3 separate regions of the Mus musculus genome follow, and regions 1 and 2 are each linked to region 3. The links are chromatin contacts, called in public HiChIP or PLAC-seq maps. All regions are on one chromosome and are shown on one strand. The core of a region is the stretch at or near the end of the contact, and the rest is flanking DNA. Distances in the headings are between cores, read along the strand shown. Region 1 has its middle 31 kb from the start of Gm33797. Region 2 has its middle 27 kb from the start of Gm24164. Region 3 holds the start of Epha6 (Eph receptor A6).

Region 1 (4,574 bases), core at 18-2,517, 1.7 Mb before region 3:
TCCCCCTTTTGCTCTTCTACCCCATTTCTTCACATCTATCATAATATGTACTTCCTTTTAATTGAAAATTCCTTACACTTCTGATATTCTTTTTGTTCGTCTATTTGAGATGCCATAAAACAAACATCTTAAACTGGGTGTGTCATATATAAAACACACACACACACACACACGCGAGAGAGAGAGAGAGAGAGAGAGAGAGAGAGAGAGAGAGAGAGAGAGAGAGAGAGAGAGAGCAGTCAGCAGCATTTATGGAATTCCAAGATTAAGACTTGATTAGTGTATTTGTGGAGAGCTATACATGTCCCTATGTAGATGAAGGCATTTCTTTTATAAAGACTCTATTACCATACTTCATGGATTCTCTTGATTAATCTAATCACCTTTAGACTCTACGTCCTAAAACTATCATATTGTTAAATCCAACTTAGGGATTGTAGAGGACATAGACTTTAGGATTGTGTCACCCCTGTACAGACAGCAGCATTCAGAGCATTTAGCTTCCCAAGTTCATTGTTAGCAGCAGAGATCCTTGATAGCATTCACATTGCATTTGTGAGGTATGATTTTGCTGCTGCACACAGCCTTCCACTTTCACCTCTACCCAAAGTTTATAAGATTATTCCTAGAAAACAAGACAAAAGAAAATAAACATATCAGACACTAACTTGAAGATTCCAATATAAAACTCACTTTACTAAACAATGGGAGGCCTGTGTGTGTGTGTGTGTGTGTGTGTGTGTGTGTGTGTGACATGTTTTAGTCTTGAGAAATAAAGACTATGAGAGGAAACAAAATGTACTCTGTGGAACAAGAGATTACTGTGATAGATAGTTTTGATTGTGGTATATGTGAGGGGCCTAATGCATTGGTTTGTCTTAAGTAGTTTTACGTTAAAGATATATTTTTATTATATGTGTGTGTGGGTTGGGGGAATTGTATGACATATGTGTAGACACACAAACTATCTGGAGGTGGTTTTCTTCTTCTACCAGATTGGTGCTAGGAATGAAATTCAGGTCATTAACTTGATAGTATAAGGTCATGAAGGAGAAAAAAGGAAGGGGAGTATATTAAAAGACTCAGTGTAATAAAGACACAGAGTTTACTCTGGGAAGAAGACCTCCAGAAGGGAACTGGGGATAAGTCCCAGAGGGAAAAATAACTGAAGTCTTTCTTTCATAGCTCAAGCTCTGGTGTTGCTGGGTAAGTAACACTAGGAGTATCTAGGCTATACTGTGTAGTGGGGTCAAGAATGTCAGGCACACAATAAATCTCTTTCCTGGTCAGCTGTTATAAAGGGCTGTATGTTACAAGGGTCAATGCTATGGGGAGGGCAAAGATTGTTCTCCTTACTTTTAGTTTCAGGAAATACTGCATATCCAATTTGAAGGCACTTTAGAAAATGGCTTCACCATGAATAATAAGCAGCAAGTGTCTTTACTATCCCGGCCATCTCAGTAGCCCATGTCAGGACACTTCAAAGAACAGCAGGAACCTGAAGCAGAAGAGGCTTGAAAATACATTTTGAGTGGCAGGAATTCGAAGTTGTTTGCTCCCTGTGAGCTCAGACCAAGCAGAAGGAATTGGGTTCAGTCTACAACTGACATATTTATTGCTAGGGCAATACAATAAAGCTCTAAATGGTCATTTTGTGAGATAACTCAAAGGTAGTAAAAGGACAGTTGGAGTGACTCAGGCAGTGCTCCAATTCTTTGAAACTGAAAAGTAGAAACTGATATATTGTCACGTCTCTTCAGGACTAGAGAAGCAATATCAACAGTTTACTTTTGCCTGAAGTAAGTTGACGTAAATTCTAATTTTTATGAAGGCCAAGGAAGTAATGGGAATGAACCAAGTACCCTGTATATTGACATATTGGAAGCGTTCTTTCTCATTAAATTGTACTTTCTTATATTTGTAGACATTCAGATGTAAGACTTTTTCATAATTTTACTACAGGAACAATGTCTGACTGTGATGGTAAGAATTGAAAACACTGCCCTAGGCCAGGGAGCTCTTGAGAGCAACAGTGGCTACTGTACCTCCAGGGCTCTGTGTGTAACAGGCAGTCATCACGCAGTCTGGCCAGAGGCTGGTATGCCTAGTTCTTACACAGTTATTTCCAAGAGAATATAGACAATTTAATATTCACACAGAATCTCATTATTTTTTTGCCAGTATAGATATTCCTCAGTCTAAGACTTAGATAATTATCCCAGCATCCTTTTTTTCCCCTAGCCTATAGCAGAATTCCCAGAGGCAAAGAGTGATGTGTGATTTACTTTGTCCTCAATCCTAGAAGATAACTTCCTAGTAAGTTGATAAACAACTCCTTTTATCTTCTACCTAGAGCTTAACTAATTGTTTCTCCTTTGCTCCTAGACTCAGAAATTTTTCCTCAGTGCCTCATCAGAGGAAGGAGGAAAGTATTTATAGTATGAAGAAGGTTTTAGTATACACACATCAAATCATTGTTTCTTAAGTATAACACATGAGACAGTAAAGGACTAGTAGACAGACACTGCAATATAATTTGGAAAAGGACCTCTGTTGGATACTTGATTTTTCAAAAGTATTAGAATAGTGTCAGTACAATAAGTATGGATCAAAATAAGAATTCACAGTACTAGAATATTTACCAAGTCTTTATTTGTAGAAACGGGAGGATGGACAACGAACAAAGAACAGAATGCAAAGGAAACAAAATGCCTGAGAGTTTTTATGAGGTTTTAGAAAATGTTTCAAACACTATAAGCCTAAGCTGTTTCTAGAGGTCTTCCAGGTACATCTCTGAAAGGATAGAGATCATAATAAAAAAATTAAGGATGTATCAGAAAGCTTTTATACAGCTTTGATATGTGGTCATGTATCTATGAAACATGCTCAAATTTCAAGTGCCTCTTTGATTGTTAGTATAAGAAAACTTCAATGCTGGGTAAACACATTTTAGATTTTAAGTGTCTTAATGGCATATTGTAAGCATAGGTTGCTGAGGGCCCATAATTTCAGAAGTCATTAAACTAACCTCCCTCTTCATCGTCTGGACTAAAGCATTACAACTGGTGTATGATTTGTGTGATATTTAATAATTTTCTCTTCCCTTATCATCTGTCCCTCTAATCAAATAAAGAAGCCCTACTATTATCTATCATATTTGTGGTAGTTCTTATAAATCTGATTTTGAATCTCTCACATTCCAGTTATCTATGGCTACACACAAACTTCCCAAATCTATTGGTTTAACACAGAGCAATAACCTCTTTGAAAATGGAATCTGTAGTCATTTGTGGCTTGAAGAGTTCTTTCATCTCTGCTTTTACTACTGTGCTTTTAGAGTTAAGAATTTACTTTAAAGCAGCTCTCTTTGATACTGATTGTTAGTAGTAAGCTTCATCAAGTTTGGAAACATAGAAAATTGAAATCTCGCTCTGAGAATGTTTGTGATTCCTCACATTGTGATAGCTATGCAAGCCCTACCCCACCAAATGCAAGCTAGAAGAGGGAAAATCCTTACAACTTCTGTTGGTCACATATTCATAGAGTGTGTACATTTTTGAGCAGAGGGGTCATAGACCACAGAAGTAAATGCACATATATATATGTGTGTGTGTGTGTGTGTGTGTGTGTGTGTATAGTATAGAAAATATTATATTAGTCTTTGTATGCATGTCTACATTCTTTAATCACAATACTTTTATTGATTATTGGGGAATTTTACATATTTCCTGATCAATTTTAATTCCCAGGCCTTCTTGATTCGCACACTGACCAAATCTTGTGGTGCTCCCCACAGACAAAAAAAAAAAAAAACATTTTGAACGTCCAATTTGTGTTGTTCTTTTAGTCACTGGAGCATGGTCAAACTCCCAGTGGCCAGCCCCTTAAAGAGGAGTGTGTTTTTCCCCAGCTCCACTCCCAGTGCCCCTAGCAGCCCTCTATTGTAGAGACCTACACTTCAGCAACCTTATCTCCAATTTTAAGAGTTCTCTTTGATGGCTTCCTATTGACGTTGTTACTTTTGTGGGTGTTGGGCTAGGGTGGGAGTTGTCACAGAATCTTTCTATATCCCTTTCTCATCTTTGAGTATGCAGTCATGGATACAACTGCAGATGACTCTTCCTAGTCTTTTACAGTCACCAAGATCATGGATGCATGAATTCCACATGATAGCTGGCAACAGCATGGACTATGGACACCCACCTGGCCTCTAGAGCCAGTAGGTGCCAAGGTCCTCAGCATGTTCTTCATAGGCAGTCCAGCCCATGAATATCAATGGGACTCTAGGTGGCAGTATAGACCATGAACATCTGCATGGATTTCAGTGTTAGCACAGGCTACAGACATCAACATAGCTCCAAGCTGCAGCAGGACCACAGACCCGATGTGGGCCATGGTAGCAGTGTAGACTACCCCCTGCCATAGTTTGGCTATGGATACCACAATAGCCTCCATGGCACCACAGGCCATGGACATCAACATTATCTCTGGGGCTACCCAGTTCCCAGACACTAACACATCCCTAGCATCTGCCTGGCTCATGGACATCATCATGGTTTTCAGCAGTGTTTTTC
Region 2 (4,572 bases), core at 1,896-4,395, 1.9 Mb before region 3:
ATTGGCAAAAATTCACAGGAAGGTATTTTTCCTTTTCAGGTATCTTTTATTTTTGATGAGAGAAGCTACTCTGATTCATGAGTCCTGGCTATAAATATTATCATTGGCCATGTATGGCGCTATCTGAAGGACTTCCTCTCAAAACAGCGAGGCTTGTTTTTTTTTAGCTATCTTTATTCCTCGGTGGTTTAGTAGGGCACGTATTTTCCTGGCCTGGGGTGATTTTTTTTTTTTTTTTTTTGTTGTGATGGTGAGTTGCCCATGATAGAAAAGAGGAGAAAGGCTTGTCCAATGGGAACGTTCCCTTGGCCTATTTGGCTTTGCAGGATTCCACAGAGGTCCAAAAATGCTAACTAAGCCTTCCCGCAAATTTAAGAACTGGCAGCTGCCCTGTGGCTTTTAAGTGGCTGCTTTGTTATCAGGTTTTCTTTTTGTTTTAAGGAGAAGTTAGATAGAGAGGCTTTGCCAATGCCCATTGTGGGCTGTTGGGATTTAGAAAGAGGCCAGAGGGACCTTCAGCCAACACCAGAGAGTAGCTCTGGTCAGGAGGCTTCAGTTGCCCCTTTAGTTTGTCTAAATCCACGCGTTGGCACTGAACAAAATCACAGTAGGAAGACAGTTTGTTTCCAGAGGTGTGGGGGCTCACCTTCCCGCAGTGTCCATTCGGTGTAGTCCTGTCTGTTAGAGGCCTATGTTGGGCGCCAGATGTGGGCCTGGGTACCAGAGGTTTTCCACGGAGCTCTCTGGGCCAGGCCTGGCGCAAGGGTTCTAAGGAAGGGAAGCACGTGCAGGCGGGGAGACGAAGTCTCAGTAACTCCGAGCTGCTCTGCACTGAGTTGGCAGGCAGGTCTGGCTGGGCCGACAAGAAGCTGACTATCTAGTGAGGAGTGCGGGACCTCAGATGGCTCTTCAGGAGAGAAGATGTCTTCCCAAATGTTACAGCTCTTGGAACAAAAGACTCAGACAACAGAGTAGTTCTCGCACACCTTTAATTCTCTGGATAGAATTTATATACAGTCTTGGGGGTGATTCAGGGTTTGACAGCAGGTACCTCTCATTGGCTTGGACTGAGAGTTTGGGGGAAACCTTATTTGCATGTGGAAGGCTTGGTGCTGCTCCTACATGACTGATAGCCACACATCTCTTCTGTGGAGGCTGTGGGGGCGGTAACTTGGACAAGAGCCAGGGGTCTAGGAGACATGATCAAACACCTTCTGTCCCATGTAGGTAGAAATCACTACCCATCTAGTCCCTGGGGTTCCAGACCTATGCTCGACTGGAGACCAGGCAGTCTGTGTGCAAGCCCACTGCCCCACTAATAGGTTATGGATACAGGTGACAGGGGAGGTGGGGAGGATCTGGGAGAAGTTTGGACAGAGGAAACTGTAATGAGAATATATTGTGTGAAATAAAAAAAACATGGATCATTAGATTATTTTCTAATTTGTATTTGTGACTGTTGGGTGAAAGGTGATCTCTATACATCCTTAGATGTATAGAGATCAGATAAGAGAGAAATGGGTATGCAGGAGTACAGAGATGAGATAAGGATGTATTTATAGATAGAACTGCAGGATTATCAGTCTTTAAAATTAATATACAAGTCGTTTTGTGAAAAATATCTCTAGAAATAATTCTCATTGTTCAATTCATTGTGTTTGTTTCAAATGGGATGGAAGTTTCATCTTGAATCTCTTTGATGATTAAAATTGTTAGCTTCCCAAAATATAGAATCGCCTGTCTAAAGTCACTAGGCCTATTCATAGAAAAGTTTTTAGGTTCACATAATAAAATTGTGAAGACAGCATCGTCCCATGGGCTTTGGCCTTGGACTGAATTGAAAGAAGCCAGCAAGCTTAGTGAAAGCAATGTTAACAGCCACCTCGTGTTCCTGCTACCATAATGTCCTGCTGTGATGAACCATGTCTTTAACCATGATCTAAATAAACACCTCTTTCATTTAATTGACTTTGTCGGGAATTCTGTCAGGGCAATGAGAAAACAAATACAATTTCCCATGCCATTTAATGTGGTCCAACATATACCACAGAAGCTCAGTGAATGCTTGTGGCTGGACAAGACAGTAAATCATTCTTTCATCAATACAATTGTTTGCTTATGGAGGCTCCTCTTGTTGGTTGTGCGGGAGACTGATGACCAAGATAATTTGTGTCTGGACAGAAGTGACTTCATATTACAAGTGTCACTAGGAATTGTTAGTATTATGCACATTACAAAGCAGCCAACAGTTATGAATGCTGCAACGTGCTTCCTGCTCCTTATCCTCATTTGTTTGTTTCTTTCTTTCTTTTTTCTTTCCTTTCTCCCTTCCTCCCTTCCTCCCTCCCTCCCTCCCTCCCTCCCTCCCTCCCTCCCTCCCTCCCTCCCTCCCTCCCTCCCTTCTCTCTCTCTCTCTCTCTCTCTCTCTCTCTCTTTCTTTCTTTCTTTCTTTCTTTCTTTCTTTCTTTCTTTCTTTCTTTCTTTCTTTCTCTTGGTATAAGGCTCTTGTTTTTTTTCCAGACCAGCAAGTATTTTGAAAATGATTAAAATTCTCATATAAAAGTTCTATAAATAAGTAGTAGGGATTAGAAAAGCATTCTCTCTGTGTGCGTATATTTGTTCCTGCTTGTAGTACGTGTGTGATGTGGCTAGATGGCAACCTCAAGCCATTGCTCAGAACTCCTTTTCATTTGAGATGGTTTTTGACTAAACTGGCTGGTTAGTCAAGTCCAGGTAGCTGCTCACCTCTGCCTCCAGAGCCAGGAGATAGGGGACAGTAAAATCCAAAGGCACTATAAAGGAAATGGTAGTGACTTGGTGCTTCTGCAGAAGAAGAGCTCTGTAACCATGTGGTGTCTGCCTAGAACTCTGCTTGTGGATTGAAAGGTGGACCTAGCAACAATCACAAGAGCATATCACGCTTTTTCTTAGTGCCCATTTCCCTGTGAAAGCACATTTTTTTTGTTGGACTGCAGTTGAAAGCATAATTTGCTGTTACTCTCAGAACTTTAAACCATTCTCTTTTCCCTTTTTAATATATCAACACAAACAAGGCTAATGTTGCATTCTGCTGGCTCCAGATGTCCATTGTGAATATAAGTGATGAGCCTGTGGAGCCCAAGCTTCCAGACAAGCAACACTGGGAGTGAAAATGAATCGCACATCCTGCAGGTGCCTCTGCTGTGGGAATCTTTTCACTCTGAGGACATTTAATAGAGAGGCAGCTGGTCAAAGAATGCCTTTAGGCTATTTCAAAGTTTCTATACCAAACCAAACAAAATGCTTCATAAAAACTTTGCTTGGAAGTGGAATTTTAGAAAATACAGCTATAGTCACTCATTTTTTATTTAAATAATTCATGCATTTTTCATGCCTCAAAAATACTATTTTTAAGAATTAGATAAGTATAGTATTCAGAGTTGTGATGGACAGAAGAACTTTCAATCTGGCACTGAACTTGTATTTGAGATAACAACAAAAGTACAATGATTTTTCTGTCTTGTCTCTCATCACTGCACACAATCTGGTTATTTTGAAATTATCAAGCTTCTTTTCTAGCTTAGCATTTGTGCCAAATGCTTTCAAAGGACACCTAACGAGAGCCATATATGCGGATGGCATTGGTGTCAGCCCTGGGGAGAGGCATTTATACTTAGCATTTGAACCATCTAATTTTCTCAATCAAGATTTGGGAGCCTCTATTGCTGAATCTAAATTGTCTATAGAAGTACTTATGGCTGCAGAATGTGGAATCAGAGGAAAGTATCCTTGAAGAGCTCCCCTCCTTTTCCTCAGATGCCCTGAAATATTATAGTGTTTGTGTCTTCCCTCTTTGCCCTGTGATGACTCAACTGGATTTCTCCTCTTCAAAGATCCTGCATTCTAAAATAATTTTCTTCCTTCCAACTCTGTTAAAATGCTGATTCTTTCAGCACAGCGGACCACTGCAAGAGAAAAGCAAACAGATGGAGTTAATTCACTCTAAGATGAAAATCTGCTAGCCTCCGTGGAGGTATTTGTTTTATAAAAATAATATTACTCGAGAAGATAAATGTATCTTTAATTTTTAGAGCCTAGGAAATGAAAGATTTGCACTGTAAAATGATATTTGAATTTTAATTTATTTTTAATTCATATTTGTTGAGAAATTAAATAAGAAATACATATGCAAATTAACTTTATGTTCATCAGAGAGAAGGTAGACTGAACTACGATTGAATGATTAACACATCTAAGGATAAAAGGTTTAGTTAGAGATTTGACACTCTTTGAAATCACCAATGAGACTGATAATAAGAAATCTATTTTATATTAAATAATTGATATTTCTAAAAAAGCTGGAAAACTTCCCTAAGACAAATTTCTTCATCATTATTTCACTCCCAGGTATTTTCATCTACAAAGAAGGAGTATGCTGGTCACATAGTCTTGATGTCAAGACTTAAAATAATGAGTATAATGTGTATGTGTGTGTATCTGTGTGAGTGTGTGTGTGTGTTTGTGTGTGTGTGTGTGTGTGTGTGTGTGTGTGTGTGTTGCATGCACTTTAATATGTATACAGGATATTCTGCA
Region 3 (4,531 bases), core at 142-2,641:
ATTTCCAGCATTCCTGGTAAAACGTTGACCCTAGACCTACAACATTTAAGGTTCCTGTCACAACTATTCCCGACCTGAACCCTCCACCCACCTGAAAATTATCCTCTGAAATTCGCTTCACTTTTCTCCAGCGTCATCAAAAACCCTTCCTAGTGCTATTGAAGAAAGAAAAAGAAAAAGAAAAAAAAGCCTTACTCAGGCTTGATAATCTGCTCCTCTTCAATAAAGAAAACGATAATAATGTTAACAAATACACTACAGAAAATCCAACGCCAGTGATAAGCGCCTTAACAAACATTGTAAGTTTAACCTGAAAGCATCCTTCAGCTTTTTCCGCAGGTTTAGCCTGCTCTTCCACCTGCGAGCAGTGGAGGAATTTTTGTTGTCTACTAACCCCCTCTAGCGCCGAATTGGCTGCACCCGAGCCACAGCTGCTGTCAGACGGGAGATCGCTCGGCTCCACCGAGCTCAGCAGAGCTCTAGGGCCCTGCCCTCCACGCACCCCTCTCGGCCGGCAGCAGGGCGACAGCTTGGAGACTGCAGGTGGCAACACCACTTCCCATCAGCTAGTCCCGTGCCTCGGCCCAGGGCGGGGTCCCACCAAGTAAGTAGCCAGTGAACCGGCTTAGGAGAGCCCGGACCTGGGAGACAGGGTATTGAGAAGGGGCATCCGGAGCAAGGAGAGCGCACCGGCCCCCGCGGGCTGCCTTGGACTTGACCACGCACTGCTCAGACCTTGGGCTGCTCCCAGCTTCTAGCCCGACGCCACCGCGGAAAGGCAGACTTATCCAGGCCCCTGGAAGCCCCGCACCAAAGCTGCTATGAAGATGCTAATGACCTCCATGGCGAAGTCACCACCTTATGCGGAATGCTAAGACTTGGGGAAGCCAAGGCGCCAGGCACCAGTAGACTTCCAGCGCTCAGTGACTCCTCTCTGTAGCCTCTTCTCTCCCTATGCTTTCCAAGGACTCAGAACGGGAGAGGTGGCCACAAACCTCGGTGGCCAAGTTTGGGAGGCTAGCACTCAGACACGTCAGGGCTGACCACTACCTTCGCCAAGCTGTGCCCCGGGGCCAGGAGCGCTGACCTGCAACCCTCACCCTTTCTGGTAGCAGAAATGTCTCCAAGGGAAAGGTGGTGTCCAGAGCTGAGAGCACATCGTTACATGGGGGAGGGGGGACGCAAGTGCTTGGGGGACTAAGGTAGCTTCCGTGATACCCAATAAACAGCTGCTACGGCCGAGGGGGGCGGCGCAGATGCCGCCGAGTCGGTGGTCACGAGGCGACACTCAGCCCAGGCTACTCAGTCAAGAGGCTGAGTGCTCAGTCCGCCCCTCCCAGGGACCACTTGAGATCCCGCTGAGCCTCAGTCGCTGGGTTTCCCAGACACCAGACACATGAAAGTTCTGGATGCCCAGACTACCCTTACTATCTGCTGTGCCTCCTCTGCTCTGGGGTCTGTAAGTGCCCACTTGGATGCAGAGAGCACTTGGGTCCCCAGAACTGCACCTTCACTACCCGTCCAAACGTCCCTACCCATCCCCAGTACCGGCCTAGAGCCACCCTCCCCCGTCCACCATCCCCTCCCCCAAACTAGAGCCTGAGCTCGCTCTTGCGCGCGCGCTCTCCTGGGCCCAAGTGAATAGTCCTCGCTCGAGCGGGACACGGTGGTGGATGCAATTCCCCTCGCCTCCAGCCGCCAGGAGCTCCCCGGCGGCGCAGGCAGCATCGTCCCCGCAAGCAGCTGCTCCAGCACCTGGGCAGCCTGGACCCTCGTGCCCTGCGCACCGGGCCTCGCGCGGGGGGCGCCCCGGGACTTCCCCTGCGGACCGGGTGGAGGAGGAAGAGGAGGAGGAGGAAGAAGAAGAGAGCTTGGTTCAGGACCCCCACGCTACTAGGAACACCTGGCTGCGCTGCTGCCACTTCTTTTTAAGGAGGAGAAGAGAACCAACCAGAGCCATGGGGGGCTGCGAAGTCCGGGAATTTCTTTTGCAATTTGGTTTCTTCTTGCCCCTGCTAACGGCTTGGACCGGCGACTGCAGTCACGTCTCCAACCAAGGTAAGGGACAAACAGAAGGGTTGGAGGAGGGTGCCCCGAGTACACTTGTCCACTACTGCAGGTAACTTTGTCCCTGGGTCAGCTCCTCTGGACTTGCCACACTCTGAGTTCCAGGGAGCCCTGATTAGACCACCCGGGTCCAGCGGGCCCCTGGGGCTTTGATCTCTTCAGTCTCTTGAATTCTTTCTGAAGCTCAGACATCCTCAGCACTTGGGTTCCTTCCTGGCAGTTGCCTGATTGCTCCCACTTGCGCAGTCTCCACTGGAGGTCAAGCTTCATGGCACAGACCTAACTGCTTCATGGAGATCTTTCACTAAATGGCAACGTGTGGATTCTCTTCCACAGCAGATTACAAAAAAAAGGTCATGACTTTTTTCTATACACCTGTAACCAATGATCAGCCTGTTTTCCTCCAGTAACTATGGGTCGACCTTACCCTATCTTAGTTTCTGAACTCTACCATTTACTTCGTGAAAATATCCATAGAACAGATGCTCACGGATCGCTGTTAGTGCTTCTCTCTTCTGAAAGAACTGGGCAAACAAGTGTTAAATCTGAAATTCCAAGTTATGAATAATCGATTCATAAAGTCTAGTTGCTGTCCAATTTTTAGAGGACTTTATCAGTGGATAGTGGAAAGAGGAAGGCAAACATTGTGTGAGGGAAAAAAATGATGAGAAGCATGTAAAATATTTGAATATTTTCTTTACTTCCACTCAGTCTTCCATGAGATGTATCTATTTTGATCCCTGCTATGCATGTTTAAAGATATAGAAAACATTACCTGCATGTTCTTGATTGATTTTACACTAGGTATCAAACAGCCATAAAAGTTTTCCAGCAGGTACCTGGCTGGATGCTCTCACTGATACGGTAGGATCACCAATATGTCACCTGTTAGCAAAGACTCTCTACACAGACTTCAAATGTAATACAGTGTTGATCAGTTACGTTTTCCATTTATTATGGAAGATCTATGTGTAATGTTCTAGAGAACATTAGCTGAAAGTACAAATAGAGGTCAGATTATAGTGTGCTTTGTGTGTGATAGGTAGGAGGTTGAGGGAAGACAAGCCAAACATCGAAGGCTTACTTTTGTTATACTCGCGTATGGCCATATTATTTTATCTAGAAAGGAAATAGTTATCCAGATGTTCCTGTTTATAAGCAATACTATTGATGTGTTTTACTTATTACTTTTTATCTGACAAAATGCAATCACAATTTTTCTTTTGGTAAAAAAAAAAAAAAAAAAAAAAAAAAAAAAAAAAAAAAACGTTATCCCTGTGAGTTTGACATGTCACATAAGTGACAGTTATAATTCCACTCTCTTCAGACTGCATCCCTCATTTGGATTATTGGTATTAATTACCCAGAAGTAGTTTAGTTGACTCCTGTGAAAATACAAAGAGTTTAAAAAAAATAACCTGAAATTATTTACTTGCCCTTTCATTTGAAAGGAAACAATTTTTAAGAGTGAGGACATCAGATATATTTTAATACTAGAACTGTCAACTACCGGAATTAAACATGTGTGTACTATGAGATTCAAGTTTACTACAAAGTTTGAAGTGATTCCAGCCTAGGATTTCCTTGATAGTTAATGCCTGTAGTACCTAAGTAAGTCAGCATCAATCCTAGGCCCTGGCTGGATGCAGACAAATAAAACACATATGAACATCCCCCAAATAAAGCACCATTCTACTGAAGCATGCCGTGCCGAACGATCACATTACAGATATTTATATCAAATGCAAAAGCCTAGTTGTGGAGTTTCCTAACCTCTTAGAGTAATTTTTTTATTTCCTTCTTTGTCTTAGTGAAATTTAATGATTTTTAAACCTAAAGTAAATAGGAAACATCTGAAACATAGTGCTTGTTTCAACTAGCTTAACTTAATGGTTGGGAGTATTTCTCAGCTATCCCATCAACTAAAACTGGCTATTAGGTATCACCAGATAAAACTGTTAACTTGAATTTGTAGTAATGCATTAAAATACAAGTATAAATTTACTAGTACTCAAAAATAAAGTTGGATAAAATTGGGATTGTTCTCTAATGCGAAGTTACAAAATATGATCATATTTTTTTATCAGGAATAAATGGTTATTTGTAATATTATAGTGATTAGAGATTTTGCCTGGCAAACTTAAGAGAACACTCAAATATTAAAATAATCATACAAATGAGTGATAAATTATTAGCCTTCTATATACTGCTCTTCTGAGTACTTTAGAGTAAGTTTGTTAACCTATAATTTCATAAAGAGACAGCAAATTGAACATTAATGCTTGTCTATTTAAATGTAGAATGTTGCAGAATTATATGAACAGCACAAAATGATAGACGTAAAATTTACATTTAGTGGTAATAGATATAAACATAAATGTCAGATATGTGATTAATACTTAGTTTTCAGCAAATACTTTTCACATTGCTCATAATTTTATTAAGATTTTAGTTTTGAAGCCTA

The links. HiChIP or PLAC-seq counts read pairs in DNA pulled down with a chosen protein or histone mark.
Region 1: an H3K4me3 HiChIP or PLAC-seq map of neural tube shows a contact between it and region 3, with 21 times the contacts expected there. The contact joins the enhancer-like site here to the promoter of Epha6 in region 3. A contact is called at or near these places in 5 of 39 promoter capture datasets (cranial neural crest, hippocampal neurons, maxillary cranial neural crest and 2 more), 1 of 484 Hi-C or Micro-C datasets (cerebral cortex), 3 of 115 datasets of contacts at active chromatin or transcription factors (neural progenitor cells, neural tube and stem cell-derived neural progenitor cells) and 1 of 9 other capture datasets (embryonic stem cells).
Region 2: an H3K27ac HiChIP or PLAC-seq map of SST interneurons shows a contact between it and region 3, with 8 times the contacts expected there. The contact joins the enhancer-like site here to the promoter of Epha6 in region 3. A contact is called at or near these places in 6 of 39 promoter capture datasets (cranial neural crest, frontonasal cranial neural crest, hippocampal neurons and 3 more) and 5 of 115 datasets of contacts at active chromatin or transcription factors (SST interneurons, embryonic forebrain, embryonic hindbrain and 2 more).

The regions. Positions count from the first base shown.
Region 1 is chr16:62,322,729-62,327,302 of GRCm38.p6, reverse strand. No RefSeq gene overlaps it. Among named protein-coding and RNA genes, the nearest start is that of Gm33797, 31 kb to the left of the region's middle. Within about 2 kb of position 1,267, at least 6 of the 459 cell types and tissues checked have an H3K27ac peak or open chromatin away from gene starts, as enhancers often do. A contact at or near this core is called in neural tube, where this site is marked.
Region 2 is chr16:62,541,449-62,546,020 of GRCm38.p6, reverse strand. No RefSeq gene overlaps it. Among named protein-coding and RNA genes, the nearest start is that of Gm24164, 27 kb to the left of the region's middle. Within about 2 kb of position 3,145, at least 4 of the 459 cell types and tissues checked have an H3K27ac peak or open chromatin away from gene starts, as enhancers often do. A contact at or near this core is called in SST interneurons, where this site is marked.
Region 3 is chr16:60,602,391-60,606,921 of GRCm38.p6, reverse strand. It overlaps Epha6 (Eph receptor A6), which reads left to right and starts at 1,391. Exons shown (of 18, transcript NM_007938.2): 1 at 1,391-2,058. The coding sequence starts at 1,674. It overlaps Gm9017 (a long non-coding RNA gene), which reads right to left and starts at 206. Exons shown (of 3, transcript XR_384917.4): 1 at 92-206.